2 separate regions of the Anas platyrhynchos genome follow, and region 1 is linked to region 2. Evidence: chromatin contacts called from public Hi-C data. All regions are on one chromosome and are shown on one strand. The core of a region is the stretch at or near the end of the contact, and the rest is flanking DNA. Distances in the headings are between cores, read along the strand shown. Region 1 holds the start of ABLIM1 (actin binding LIM protein 1). Region 2 overlaps ABLIM1 (actin binding LIM protein 1).

Region 1 (6,643 bases), core at 3,948-6,447, 110 kb after region 2:
TGCAGAGCAGAGGCCTGGCAGGCAGGACTCCACGCACGGCCCTGCCTCGGGCACCGCTGCAGCGCGCCCAGCCCTGCCAAGAGCGCTCCTGCAGGCTGTGGAGCATCGCACCAAGGAACATGCTGGAAATCACTATGACTGGGAGTGTCCACTGCTGCTATAATTAACTGCTCAACACGCTAAATTTCGCTATTTCTGCAATTAAGGAAACGCTCAGCCGGTTTACACTGCCCCACTCTCCAGGCCTCTCAGGCGGACACGCAGCCGGCAGGTTGCAAACAGCAGCCAGGAAGGTCGGCACGTGCCTGAAAGAAATGCCTCTGACAACAAGCATTAAAACAGAGCAATAGATTTCAACAAGGACACGGCAGGCAACATTGCCACCTCTTAAAAGGCTGGTGCCTTTAGATGGAGCAATATTGCTGTGCTCATCACAGACCACAATAAATGGCTGAGCTGCAGCTCACAGCAGCTAGTTTTTAACCCTGTCAGCATGGACCTCGATCAAAACCACCACTGCCAGCAACAGCAGCCATGGCTACAGCTATTTAAAGAGCATTAGAAGATTAGGGAAAGAAAAATAAAAGGTACTAGTGGAATATATAGGAGCTCAATATTTACTATGTTAATTTCTCGCTGACAAACCTGTGAGACATCAACCAAGTGATCTGCACAGTGTGTATGAGGAAAGAAGTTACCAGAGCAAAACATAATGAGGTGAAGTTTGTCCTCTTCCCATCAAAATCTATTGCCAGCTGGTGTAAGTAGTCTGAGAACTAGTAGTCTGAGAACAGGACCTGGAGGTAGGAATTCCCCTCCTGACCCTGGATCTGAGACTCAGTGCAAAGAAAAACATCACCTCAGTTGCCTCACCTGTAAAACAAGGACAAAACCTCCCTAACACCGGTGTGTCGGTGATGGATCTGTCTGTTTGATCTACATTTGTTGCAAAATCAATTCTGGAAAGACAAGGATTGTAGTATGAAATAAATTCCAAACAACCCTACTACGCTGACTGTTGAGTAGGCTAAAAAATGGAAGTACTTTCTCTACAACTCCCACACTTACAGTATCAGAGCGGCACGGCACAACCTGTTAATATTAGACAGCAATAATATTTCTTTAACTCTGGCTTCTGTCAAAACTTAGTGATTTTTGTTATGGCACAAAAAAAGGCAGGAAAGACACCACTATTGATAAACCTATTTTATGTGCCTTCATTTTGCCTGAATTTGCCTGCTAGACTAAATATAGCTCGTGCTAATTCTTTCAATATTTAGAAACAAACAAACAAACAGCAAAGATATTATTTGTCCACACCAAACACTACCATTTGTGCCTGCTTGCTTCAGTGTAACTGCAGATTACTAAAGTTAAAAATAGCCATTTTCCATTAACTTAGACCTTCATGATAACAAGTAGTTTTGACAGTTTTTAAGCAGTTTGAGATAACATGCACAAGTAGGTCACAGTTATACTTGGCTTTAGAAAAATGTCTTTCATCCAGCGAATTTACAGCTCTTTACAAACAAGCCCTTAGGTAAGCAACAACCTATAAGGCTTACTCCAACACCCAAATTCAGTCATGTATGAACCCTAATAGCAGCTACTTAACAACAGCTGAAAGTATAATATGAAGACCTGTGCAAACTGCACAATAGAAAGCATGACTGACGTCAACGGCAGTGATCCCAACAGGCTGCAGAACAGGTCATGAGAGTGCCCTGGGAAGGGCTCCAACTTGACAGGGACATGGAAAAGGATTTTCAAAGTTTGCTTTAGTTTAGCTCCCGGTTCAATCGCCAGATTTCCAAAATGATTATTCGTTCACGCTTCTGGGAATACTCATCTATGCTACTTCATCTGGCATTTGGTCAGAACGTCAGCTAGAGCTGTACTATGAGGAAGGCTGCAAAGGAAGTTTAGAGACCTTATGCTTTGGTAACAGGGAGAGGTGAGGGACATTGCAAAGAACATCAACAACATAGTCTGTATGGGTTGGTAGAAAATAAAAGAGAATTTCAGAAAATTTATCATAAACCACAGGTCAGCCATTAGTCCTCACAACAATCCCCCTGGAAAAAAATATCTCCCATTATTTCCATTGTACAAGTAGGGAAGTATAAAACTCTTCACCCAGAGTTCCATTTACAGCAAAATTACATTATTTTGTATTATTTGCTATACTTTATGTATTGATTCACAATCTACCATTATGTCTTTGGCTATACGGCACTTCTGCTTAAATAACAACAAGGAACTAGAGCAGAAGAGTTCAAAGGGATGGTTCAAAACACAGAGGTCCTGATGGATTTCAGGAGTTTCTTCCATCATCTGTTGCAGTCAGTTCACTAGACCATGCTGCCTCCTGGAGCAAAAGAGACGAATAAAGAGAGCTGCACAAATTGAACACTGATGATATTGTGATATGTTTTACTATGCCTTGAGTATCTTCTGCAGTTTAGTAATAAAAATGGCACAGGTAAATCTTTACCTCTTTGGCTATTCTTGGTATGCCTGGTGTACAAACAGCAAGTAGACAGCTCCAGACCTGATGCATTCAGAATAATAATGATCACCTTTTGGACAGCTAACACTACATAAAATATTAACAGTCAACATTCGCTGAACACTCAGACCCTAACGATACCGAGGTTTTAATGAGACTCCTTATGCATGAGGTAATCTGCCAGCATGAAGCAAAGGGTCCTGATCCAACACTCAGACAAAGCCCTGATCCCATAAATACATATTTCTTATCTGAGCTACATGCTCAGGAGTAACCTCATTAAGATCCATCATGCCACATTAAGTGTCTACAAGTAAGCTCATACATAACATTTTATCAGTTGTAACGTTTAGAACAGTTGACAATAAAAATGTTCTGTACCGCCTCACACACAAACAGCCTTTGGTCAGCACCAAGCAACTCTACTATGTACTCCTACAGACATGTTTATTTTCCAACTAAGTCCATCTGTTAACATTGAAAAGCAGAAATCAATAGAAATTAATGTCTTAATCTCTTTTATGAATATTATTTGTTGCATCTCTAAACTCCTGTGAGGTCCCTGTCCCTCCAATTAATTGCTCTGAAAAAACCTGGATGGCATGGGAAAGGCTGAGAAAGAATTCCCCCTTCATCTCCAGGCAGCTCTCCAGCAGAACCAAGCAGGCATCAAACATCCGTGCCGTGCCGATGAAATATGAAAGAGGGATGGTGGGGGGAGAAAATGGGAATTGGACCAGTGGAAATGTTCCCTGGCTACCCTTTCTGTACATTTCAGGTTTGGTGGAGCAAAACATCTGCAGAGCTGAAATTGCAAGGTATTTCCATTCCTTCCCCAACTCCAGGTAGCCCTGTGAAGACGGCCATCTAATGCATGTCATAAAGCTTTGCTGAGACCAGGGCTTTCCCACCCAGGTACTAAAGCAGCCTTAGCACAGCACTGATGCTAACACAATTAGCACTCTTCCAGAAATGGATCCTTCGGAGACTGATGCAGACCATGGCTTCCTACAGCAAGAACTCCACAGAGCCACAAGGAATTGCGCTGACCCACCACCATTTATTATTTATACCTGGGATGGGTGCGACGCTGTGGGAACATGGAGCCAGGCACACTGCGCTGACAACCCTACAGCAGTCGCACGCTGCCGTCCATGTGCGCGAGGCTCATTCGGACAGCGGGAGGAATCCAGGCAAACCAAAGCGCTGGTGCACGTCGGGCGGTGTGTAGTGCGTGAAGACGCAGAGAAATAAGGGGATGCACAAGCAGGGCGTATCCCTGCATCCAGGGGCTTGTTCACACGCGATATGTAATTTTCACAAAGTGTTTTTTTTTTTCAATGCAGAGACAACCGGGGAGTGGTTTTACTGGTTATTACCGCGCAGATAATTTTCTTTAAGGGGAAAAAAAAATAAAAAAATAAAAAAGAGAGAGATGCTTACCGGTATTTCAGCTTTGTTATGACAGCGTTCAGAACATGTTTAACTTTACGCCTCCGGTTCCTCCGAGGGCAGCGCCCCGCGCCCCGCACCTGCAGCCCCGTTCCCAGCCCCAGCGCCCGCAAGGGGGCTCGGCACCCTCGGGCCCCCCACCCCGGCACCCGGCGCCCCCTCCCCGAGCCCCTTCGCCGCAGGGCTCCTCGGTGATCCCCCAAACCCCCCGGTCCCCCCTCGCCCCCCGCAGACCCACCTCTGGCGGACATGGCCGGGCCGTGCCGGGCCGTGCCGAGCCGGGCGGGGCCGCGGCGCTCTCCGCGCTGCGTGCGCCTGTGCGGCTCGGCTGGGCTCGGCTCGCCTTGGATCGGATTGGATCGAGTGGGATCGCCTGGGATCGGGCTGCCGAGGGCAGGGCGGCGGCTGCGGGGCGGAGCGGGGCGGGCGCAGCGCTGCGGGCCCGGAGGGGCAGCGGGCGCCCCCCCGGCGGGGGCCGGGAGCTCCCCGACACGGCGAACCCGACCTCAGCGCCCCGGGAGGCTGCGGGGAAGGGCAGGCGACGGGAACCGCAGGGCTGCGGCCGAATTGAGCCGCGAGAGGTGGCTCCGCTCAGGGTCGGCACGGCCAGCAAGCAGGACCCGGGGTGCTGCGGCAGCCGGCACGGCGGTGGCACGGGGGCTGAGTCACGCTCCTCCTGCTCTGCTGTGCCACACGCAGCGCAGCTGCCTCCCAGCAGCAAGCCCACACGGTTTTCCTACGAAAGAAACGCAGCCGGAGATCCAGGAGAGGTGGCGGTGCTCGCATCCCTGCCCGCGGCTGCGTGGCGCGGTCCCCACCGCAGTGCCGGGGCGCAGCCGGCTGGTGGCTGCTTGGCAGCGCCCTGGTGTGCTCGCCCCGCTGCCAGCCGGGCAGCGAGGTATATATGTGCATGTAAAATGTGTGTGTGTACGTGTATGTGTAAGGGAGCAGAGCAGCAGCACAAGGGCGAGCACACACGTGTCCTCTCATCAGGTGATGTAGGCGCAGACAATGCGCCGGCACAGCTGTTCCTCCCATATCGCACTCAGCCAGCAATGACTTGTGGTCATACACACCTCTGTTTGCCATGCATCGCCCCACTGTCACCTGCAGCTCATACTCATTAGGTCGTTCTGTCTTCTTGCCCCTTGTTTCTGAATCCTGCGGCAGCAATGAAATAAATCGCAGGTTCGCCTCTTTCCCAGCTCCTGTAGTTGCTCAGCGAACGTTCACTCAAAAAAAGTTCCCTTCCCCATCTTCTTTTCTGAAATGAGTAACGTTTTCCACTTGGAAACAACTCAGGTTTTCTTTCTTGTACCAAAAGAGCCAAGGTTTTCCTCAGTAATATAACAGCATTTTGTGTTTTTAATTGAGTCATTTCCTATGCACTTCCTTCAACGAATTTCTGACTAGCATTATCAAGGGTTCTCCTGTGTGATGCTTAATAGATGGCTTTAAAAAAAAAAAAGGTTCAGGAACATGCAGAAATTAGCTTTTTAATGAAGAATTTCCTTTCTTTATGCTGCTAGGAAGTGAAAGGAGAAAGGCATTTGTACCTTGGTTTTCTATAGAACACAAAGAATTTATTCCACTTAGTGTGCAACACCTCTAAGGCTGAGCAGTTCAACAGACATGTTGATCAGAGAAAGTTAGAATGGATCAGATACAGAATCCATTTATTAAAATTAGCCATTTAGTTGGGTTTCCTAAGTAATTGAGGGTGATAGAGTTTCATTTTTCTGTCTGTCCAGCAAATCCCCTTCAAGAACTTCAAGTCCCAGATATGGAAAATTTCTATTAAAGCTGACTAAAAGGTAGAACTCAGAAAGAGTTCAACAACTTTACAAGTTTTGTAGTAATTAGGACTTGCAAAGAGAAATTAAAATGAAGAAAAGCTGCAGTGGGAACTCAAGAGTTATCAGTTCTGGAAGCCATGCCTTCATTAGCCACAAGTACCAGCCAGGCAATCTGCATGTATGCAGCTGAATCAGCTTCTGCAACGGCTGTCTCCTGTCCTGCCAATATTTAGGGAATGTGGAAGGGAGCTGAAGAGAAAGGAGAGGGTGGGAAAGGGCGGTACAGAGAGGAGGGAAGACCTCAAACAAGATCCAGACAAGATGGGCAAGCCAATCCAAGAGTTTGCTACTGCTGCTTCTGCAAGCGGTTGTCACGTACTCTCCTGTGCACTGTGTTTTTCCTACTCTCCCCAACACATGTGCTCCTGCTCCCCTTGCTGGTCTCACCCCTATCAAACAACTTTAGCTCATTAATCACCAAGGAATTGCTCAATTCCTTGTGCTGGTGAGTTTTCTGCCAGGAAAAGGAAACAAAAAGATAGCCAAAAATGAAAACCTAAGGCTCAGATAAACACTGGAGCTTACAGAAGACAAGTGCAGAACTGCATGGCCAGCAAGAGGTGAAGAACAGGTGAGCATTAGAGGGAAAAGAGATGGTCTTTTTGAGCAGCAGCAAGCTGTTGAGCTGTTCAGTTGACTGAGCCATTTCCTGACCACTTAAGAAGTCCATTAGGAGCAGTGATTGACATTGCTTTATTTCAGGCACCTAGCTGAGGTTTCTGAATTAGCCAGCTGAGAAGCAGGATCCTACCTGCTACTTTTTTGTATTGACTATACAGACAGCTTAAGCTTCTAACTCAAATTAGACAGAAAAACAAACAAACAC
Region 2 (6,258 bases), core at 3,177-5,676:
CTGGCACCTGCATTCCCCGCTGATATGTGAAGAACTCAATTCATGGACTATCCAGGCTACTAAGATGTACTGTAAATCAGTCAAAGCAATGTCTGAGTCTCCCTGACCATAAAATACTGTGTGAAAGACTCTAAGGACTTGTCCACTCTACACCTATCACATAGCAGTGAGCTTCAAATGCCATTTAAAACGAAACAGGAAAGAGCTGCGTTACAAGTAATTCAATTTCTACATGCTTTATTTTTTGGTCTTGGTTAGATATTGAGAACTATTGCTGCCCTCTACTGTATTATTAAGGGTTGTGCCTCTGATAATCAATGAGATCCATGAATATGCAAGCAAAAATTCTAGTTTTACCTGTAATTTCACATGCTTAATATTTCCATAATATCATTCAAAAGGTCTGTTTCTATTTCATGAGCATATTTGGATCCTGCTGGGGCTAGGTCACATGAAGAATCTTTATCTATTTTCTCTGACTTTGACCCTTACATGAGGTTGGACACCTGCTCCATTACTTTTATTTCAGCAATATGTTGTCTCTTCTTCTGATAATAAATGCCCATAAGAAGAGAAAGAACTACAAGGCAAGAAACCAACCTTGACACCAAAATGACTGCAACAAGGTTCTGTCTGGGACACGAAGACTCTGATAAACCAAACTTCAGCTTAGATTGTGATAGAGAGCTGAACTCTAGTTGAGTTGAACTCATCTTCCCCTGGCCTCAGCTGATTCAGCTCTGAAAGGATATAGCTCTAGATCCTCTCAGAAACCTAATTTTCTTTCTCATTGATACTAGAAAGAGCAACATGAATGCAACCTTTCTATATTCACATCCACTACACAGAAGGCTCCAAACAGAAATAGCTCATTTCTTCCCAGCTCTCTGCAGACTCAAAGAACCTCCTCTTTTATTATTTTCATCTCCATGCCTCTGAATAGATCACATTGCTTTCAGCAATAGATTGCACAGGTTTGAGCACCTATCATGTGCTGTGTAATAGAGTAACAGCAGAAATAGCATCTAAAGTCATTTTAGAATATTTTATGCTTCCCAGTCTCACAAATCCAATTACTTCTCTCCAACTATGCTGAGTACTCTCCAATAGAGAGTACTGAACTGAAAAACTCATCAGTAGATGTGAACAGATAGGCAGATGGTAGTAGACCTCCAGATAAAAGCCAGACACAGCCTTTCTAACTCAAGGGAAAAGTCAGACTGTTCTCACTAATTATCTTTGTGGCTCTCCAAAAGAATTAGAAACACCCTGCAAAGGAGGCAGACTAAGATCACAGCTAACTGGAAAAGTGTATTTCCTCTCAGTAGAAGCAGTGACAGGCACAGCAGCTGTCTACATGCTTTCTGAGTCTCAATTGGTGGCTACTGTCCCAGCTAATATTCGAATATTGAACTACAGAGACCTCCAGAGCTAGAAAATCGAACTGTTTCCACTTTGCATCAAATATGAAACTTATCAGGTGAGGGCTGACACAGTCCTATACCAGCAGTAGATGGAACACAAAGAAGAGAACTTATAATACACATTTAACTAGCAAATTCCATCTGTTTTTATTTTGGTAATACTTTCAGGTTTATTTCTTGGACTCATTAAAATAATACATCTGGTTTCCTCTCCAAAAAATATGCCTGTAACTGAAATTCTTCCTGGCTTTCCCATTTCTTCCACTTTATTATACAAAGGGAATTTTGTGTTGGTTCCCCCCTTTTTGCTCCAGGAAGGTTGAGTATTAAACATAACTAAATCTGGAGCCAACCCACACAGCCCCTTTCTAGGCCTAAGCTCAAAGGTCAGGTTATTTCCATTGAACATAGAATCCTATATGGAAGGGAGGCAACAGGTTTGTTCCTCATATTTCAATGGTAACAGGACAAGGAAGGTCGTCTGCATTTTTACCCACTGAACATTTCTGTGATGACACAGAGGGATCCATGCATAATTCAAGGATCCCATCTCACAGGGGACTAGTCACAGCCATGGGAGACAGTACTGACAACAAAAGATATGCAACTGTAAAATGATTTGGCCAGAGATGCAAAGAGAACACAGAGGATTCCAACTAAAAGTAAACAAAAGACTGTTCAGACATTTTCTGTTTGTGCCTTCTTGTTTCTAACATATTATTTCCAGTACATTTCTCCCTCACCTTGTCAGCATCATTCATATCATCTGGCCTTATTTGAGAAGAAAAATCTCAGGTACACAACCCCCCTTCATGACTATATATCTCAGAATACTCACAGTTGTCAAAGGTAATGATTCCAGTACTCAAATTACCTCTATAAATATATCAAATCTGACACAGAATAAGAAATGCAACAGACTTTGCACATCACCACTAAAAAAGAAACACAGAAATCATAAATCCATAGAAACTAGTGTAATTAATTCTCTATCACATACTTTCCCTGATTACTCCAAAGGTAAAACACTTGAAAATATTTCTGAAAATTAGCACCTTTGCTCTAAAATCAGCAGTAAAATTTTCCCATGAGAATTTTTTTTTTTTTTGCGGCTCCATCAGAACATAATGGGATGTGGCCCAATTCTTAAACTCCATCTTACAAAGCACGTACCTCTAGGACTTTCCCAGTAATGAACTGGTGACATGCTTCACACTTGACTCCAAAAAGAACCTGATAGTCCTTTTCACAATAAGGAGCACCATCTCTGAAAAAGAAAATCCACAAAATATAAACCACCTTTTAATAAATGGGTTACAACATGACTTACATTCTTCCCTTGTTTTCACTCTGGAACTCCAATGAACAGCAATCGGCAAAACCAAGAGATGTATTTTGCAGTAGAAGAAAAAAAAATAAAAAATCATATTCTCATAATTCTATAATTATTCGTTTAAATTTCCATAAAGGAAAGGTACCCAACCTTGAAACACTGAAGCAAACCTCATTCTTAAAAAACAGACTCTAAAACTACAGGTGGTACAATTCTAGAGAAATTATTGGAACTCTATCCATGGTGATGAGTGGAGATCATTCAACAAAGAAATCTTCTGTAGTCTGTGAAGAGCATAACCAGTTGCTTCTAAGTGTAAGGTCATGGATGTTTTTGGTATGAACAATGTACATCCATCGTACAAATGGAAGCACCAATCAGAGCTTAATATTATTTCTCGGGTGCTAGCATTGACCTTTTAAGAAATTACAGAATTTATTTCATTTAATTGATTTATAATATTATACATCCCACTGTACTTACTGATGGGTTTGTGAAACATACTTTATTTCCCTGCATTTTCTCCTCATTATATACTTGAAGAGGAGAACAAGGACTGTATCTTCATTCCTTCTGTTTTATAATTACAACACTTTTCCCCCTTCACTTCCTCTGCCCCTCCTTATGTTCAATACTCCCTTCATTAGTTTCTCATTTGGAGTTGAGAAACACTAGCAGGTCAATCACATCATGTTTAGTCTATTCTGTAGCAAAGACAAATAATGGACAGGTTCCTATTTTTTTCCTCAATATCAATGCTGGAAAACAAAATGGCACAAAGCTGTATCAAAGCTGTATCGAACACAGAAAACATAGGAATTCACTCAAACCCTTGTGGGAGCATTGAGATATACCCTCTTCTGTACTGGTATTAAGTAAGGACTGCTATCATTAAACATCACATTGCAGTTGCTCTTTCCAGTTTACCTCCCTTCCCCAGCTCAGCTCTCATTGACAGCAAAGAATTTTGGCATATGCTGAGAGGTGATAGAAACTGGATATCAAAAGGTGAACTTTGCTGCAAGCTCTTCCCTTCTGGCAACAAGAACTCATGCCAACAGTGGAGGAGAGTTGCAGAGGCTACTTACTTGCTGATGTATTCCCCAGTTAGGACCTTCCCACAGGCCTTACACTTAAAGCATCCCAGGTGCCACTGCTTATCCAGAGCTAGCAATGCTTGTCCATTCTTTATGTCTCTTCCACAGCCAGCACAATCTGCAAATAAGCAAACAAATGCATTTGCTGTCAGTTACCTGGTTCATTGTTGCTCATTAACCACCCAACAACTGCTAGACTTGGTAATCAAAGGGGAAAATTATACAGCTATGCAGAGACACATCTTCTTCCTTTCCCCAGAGACTTACAGATCCTCCATGAAGATACAGTCTTCTTTACTACAGACATATTCAGCAGAGGACAGAAATCTCTATCCTGTTTTTCACACTTTGTGATTCAAAGATTGCTAGGTGAGCTTTGTACAAACTTAAGATTTTGTTGGGAAGCAGCTATGAACCATCATCCAGAAAAGTACCAGCCTTCCAAAGGAATCGGTATTTTTCTCATTTTGCTCTTTGCAAGATCTGGAGTGCCAAAGTGAAGCAAAGAAAGGAGGCCTGGGCGAGTGCCACCAGGATGCTGCAGTCTCCCATTGGGTGGCAGCAAAGCCCAGAACGTCCACCCAGCCACAGGCGGTGGCACATCCCAGCCCAGGAAGAGAGGAGAGAGCATTTTTAGCAAGGGCCTGAGGCGAGGGTGACAGCAGTGTGACAGCACTAAATGCTATATGACGGGGCATATTGTGTTCCACCTGCAGGTGTGGAAAACAGCAGCTTTCCTGGGCTCTAATAGGCACAAGCACTCTCACTTGGGGATTTTGGTACTACCCAGTAGCCCATGCTCAGTTTTTGCTGTGATTCAGAAAGACAATTTGATGGCAGACAGCAAACCTGAAGCCCGGAGCCACCGAATGCCCTCTGTCCCAGAAGATGCCACAACATCTCACGTCACATCAGAAATCTTGGGCTCAGCCCTGAGCTCCCATTCCTCTCCATTCAGATATAAGATACTCAAGAGATTTCCTGGCACGGGGCAGTTCAGTGCATGGGGAGATTTGATGAGACTGATGTGGGACACAGCAGGGAACCACCGGTGCTGTGCTGGAGCCTCGAGAGAAAGGACAGCCTGGCAGAGCAGCGAGGCAGAAAGGGAATGCCCATCAACTGGGACACGCTTAGAAGCCAGAGAGAACCTAGAACAAAGGTTTTTCTGTATTTTATTATCCCAAAACTTGGTGTTCTTTTCATGAATATCACATCCTCTCCATGTGTCTGAAACATCAACAAACAGCCTCAAACCAAGACCAGTTCCAGCTGACTGTACAGGTACAGCCCTGACACCATCATCTCCTCACAGTTTTACAGTCCAGGTAACACTACACCCTGCAAAAGGGCGACTCCAGATTTATTATCACAACTGACAATAAAAGGAGTGTCTCCTTTTGACACCCAAGGGCCTGACTTTTGTTTGCTGGATAATGGGCGAGGACAGCCCCAAATAGGCGCTGTGCATTCCTGCGAACCAGGTCACTATTTGCAGCAGGCCTCTCTATCAGCATTCTTCATGCTCTCGACTCCCTCAAGAGAACAGGCCCAAGCACCACGGTATCTTGTAATAAAATGCAAGTCACAGACCAATGATGCAGCTTGGACTTGAAAAGCAACCCTGAGATGTCCTAATCCCAGGGCTTTGCTCTAAAGGACAAAAGTTACAAATTGAAATTATGAAATGACAAGTACTGACAGCACGTAATGGATCCCTCTGCTCTTCTGTGCCGTTTCAAGGCTTCATGCCACTCCACAACGACAGCAAGGGCTGGAACAGGTCACTGAGAGAGGCGCTGGAGTTTATGAAATGGGACTGAGGGGGAGACAAGTGAACATCTGTCAGGATGCCATTGGTACATTGATCTTCCCTTTGCTTTGGAGAGGATACTACATTACATCAGGTTCCTTCCAACCTGAAGCCATGCAATACACCTACCAACTGTAACAAGAAATGAGATCTTTCCTCCCACCTCAGTGGGTGCTGAGCTGCAGCTTTAATCAGCACCCATTTCTCAGCTTCCTAGCACTCCTGCTTCTCCCTGCTGTGCCAGCTTCCACATTCCTGACCTGCGGTCCTGCCAAACCATGACACATTCCCTGTTGCAATAATCCCTCCAAAAATCTGCTGTGTTTTCCATGCTTTTGGCAGCTTTATCCAGGCAAGTTTTGCGAAGCTGAAATTTTGCAGATACGGAACCAAGAAAAGAGATTTTTTAAAGCACTTTGTAGCACTTCAGCTGAATTTCTGAAGCCAAGTCAGAATAGAAGAACTGCCTTATGTAAAAGGGCCCACCCAGTCCACAGTCTTTGTCTTTCCTGTTGCAAAAAGCAGTTACGTGGAGGAAATAGGGACCCATGAAGCATGCCCACCTGTGTACTTGCTTCCTGTAAGTCAAAG

The links. Hi-C and Micro-C count contacts between places; a contact is called where the count stands out from the background.
Region 1: a contact with region 2 is called in a Hi-C map of subcutaneous adipose tissue, with 4 times the contacts expected there. The contact joins the promoter of ABLIM1 here to the enhancer-like site in region 2. A contact is called at or near these places in 3 of 8 Hi-C or Micro-C datasets (F5 follicle, skeletal muscle and subcutaneous adipose tissue).

The regions. Positions count from the first base shown.
Region 1 is chr6:33,148,553-33,155,195 of IASCAAS_PekinDuck_T2T, forward strand. It overlaps ABLIM1 (actin binding LIM protein 1), which reads right to left and starts at 5,198. Exons shown (of 23, transcript XM_072039808.1): 1 at 5,038-5,198. The coding sequence starts at 5,050.
Region 2 is chr6:33,036,040-33,042,297 of IASCAAS_PekinDuck_T2T, forward strand. It overlaps ABLIM1 (actin binding LIM protein 1), which reads right to left. Exons shown (of 23, transcript XM_072039808.1): 5 at 3,846-3,972; 6 at 2,598-2,691. Among named protein-coding and RNA genes, the nearest start is that of AFAP1L2, 86 kb to the left of the region's middle. Within about 2 kb of position 4,427, at least 4 of the 8 cell types and tissues checked have an H3K27ac peak or open chromatin away from gene starts, as enhancers often do. A contact at or near this core is called in subcutaneous adipose tissue, where this site is marked.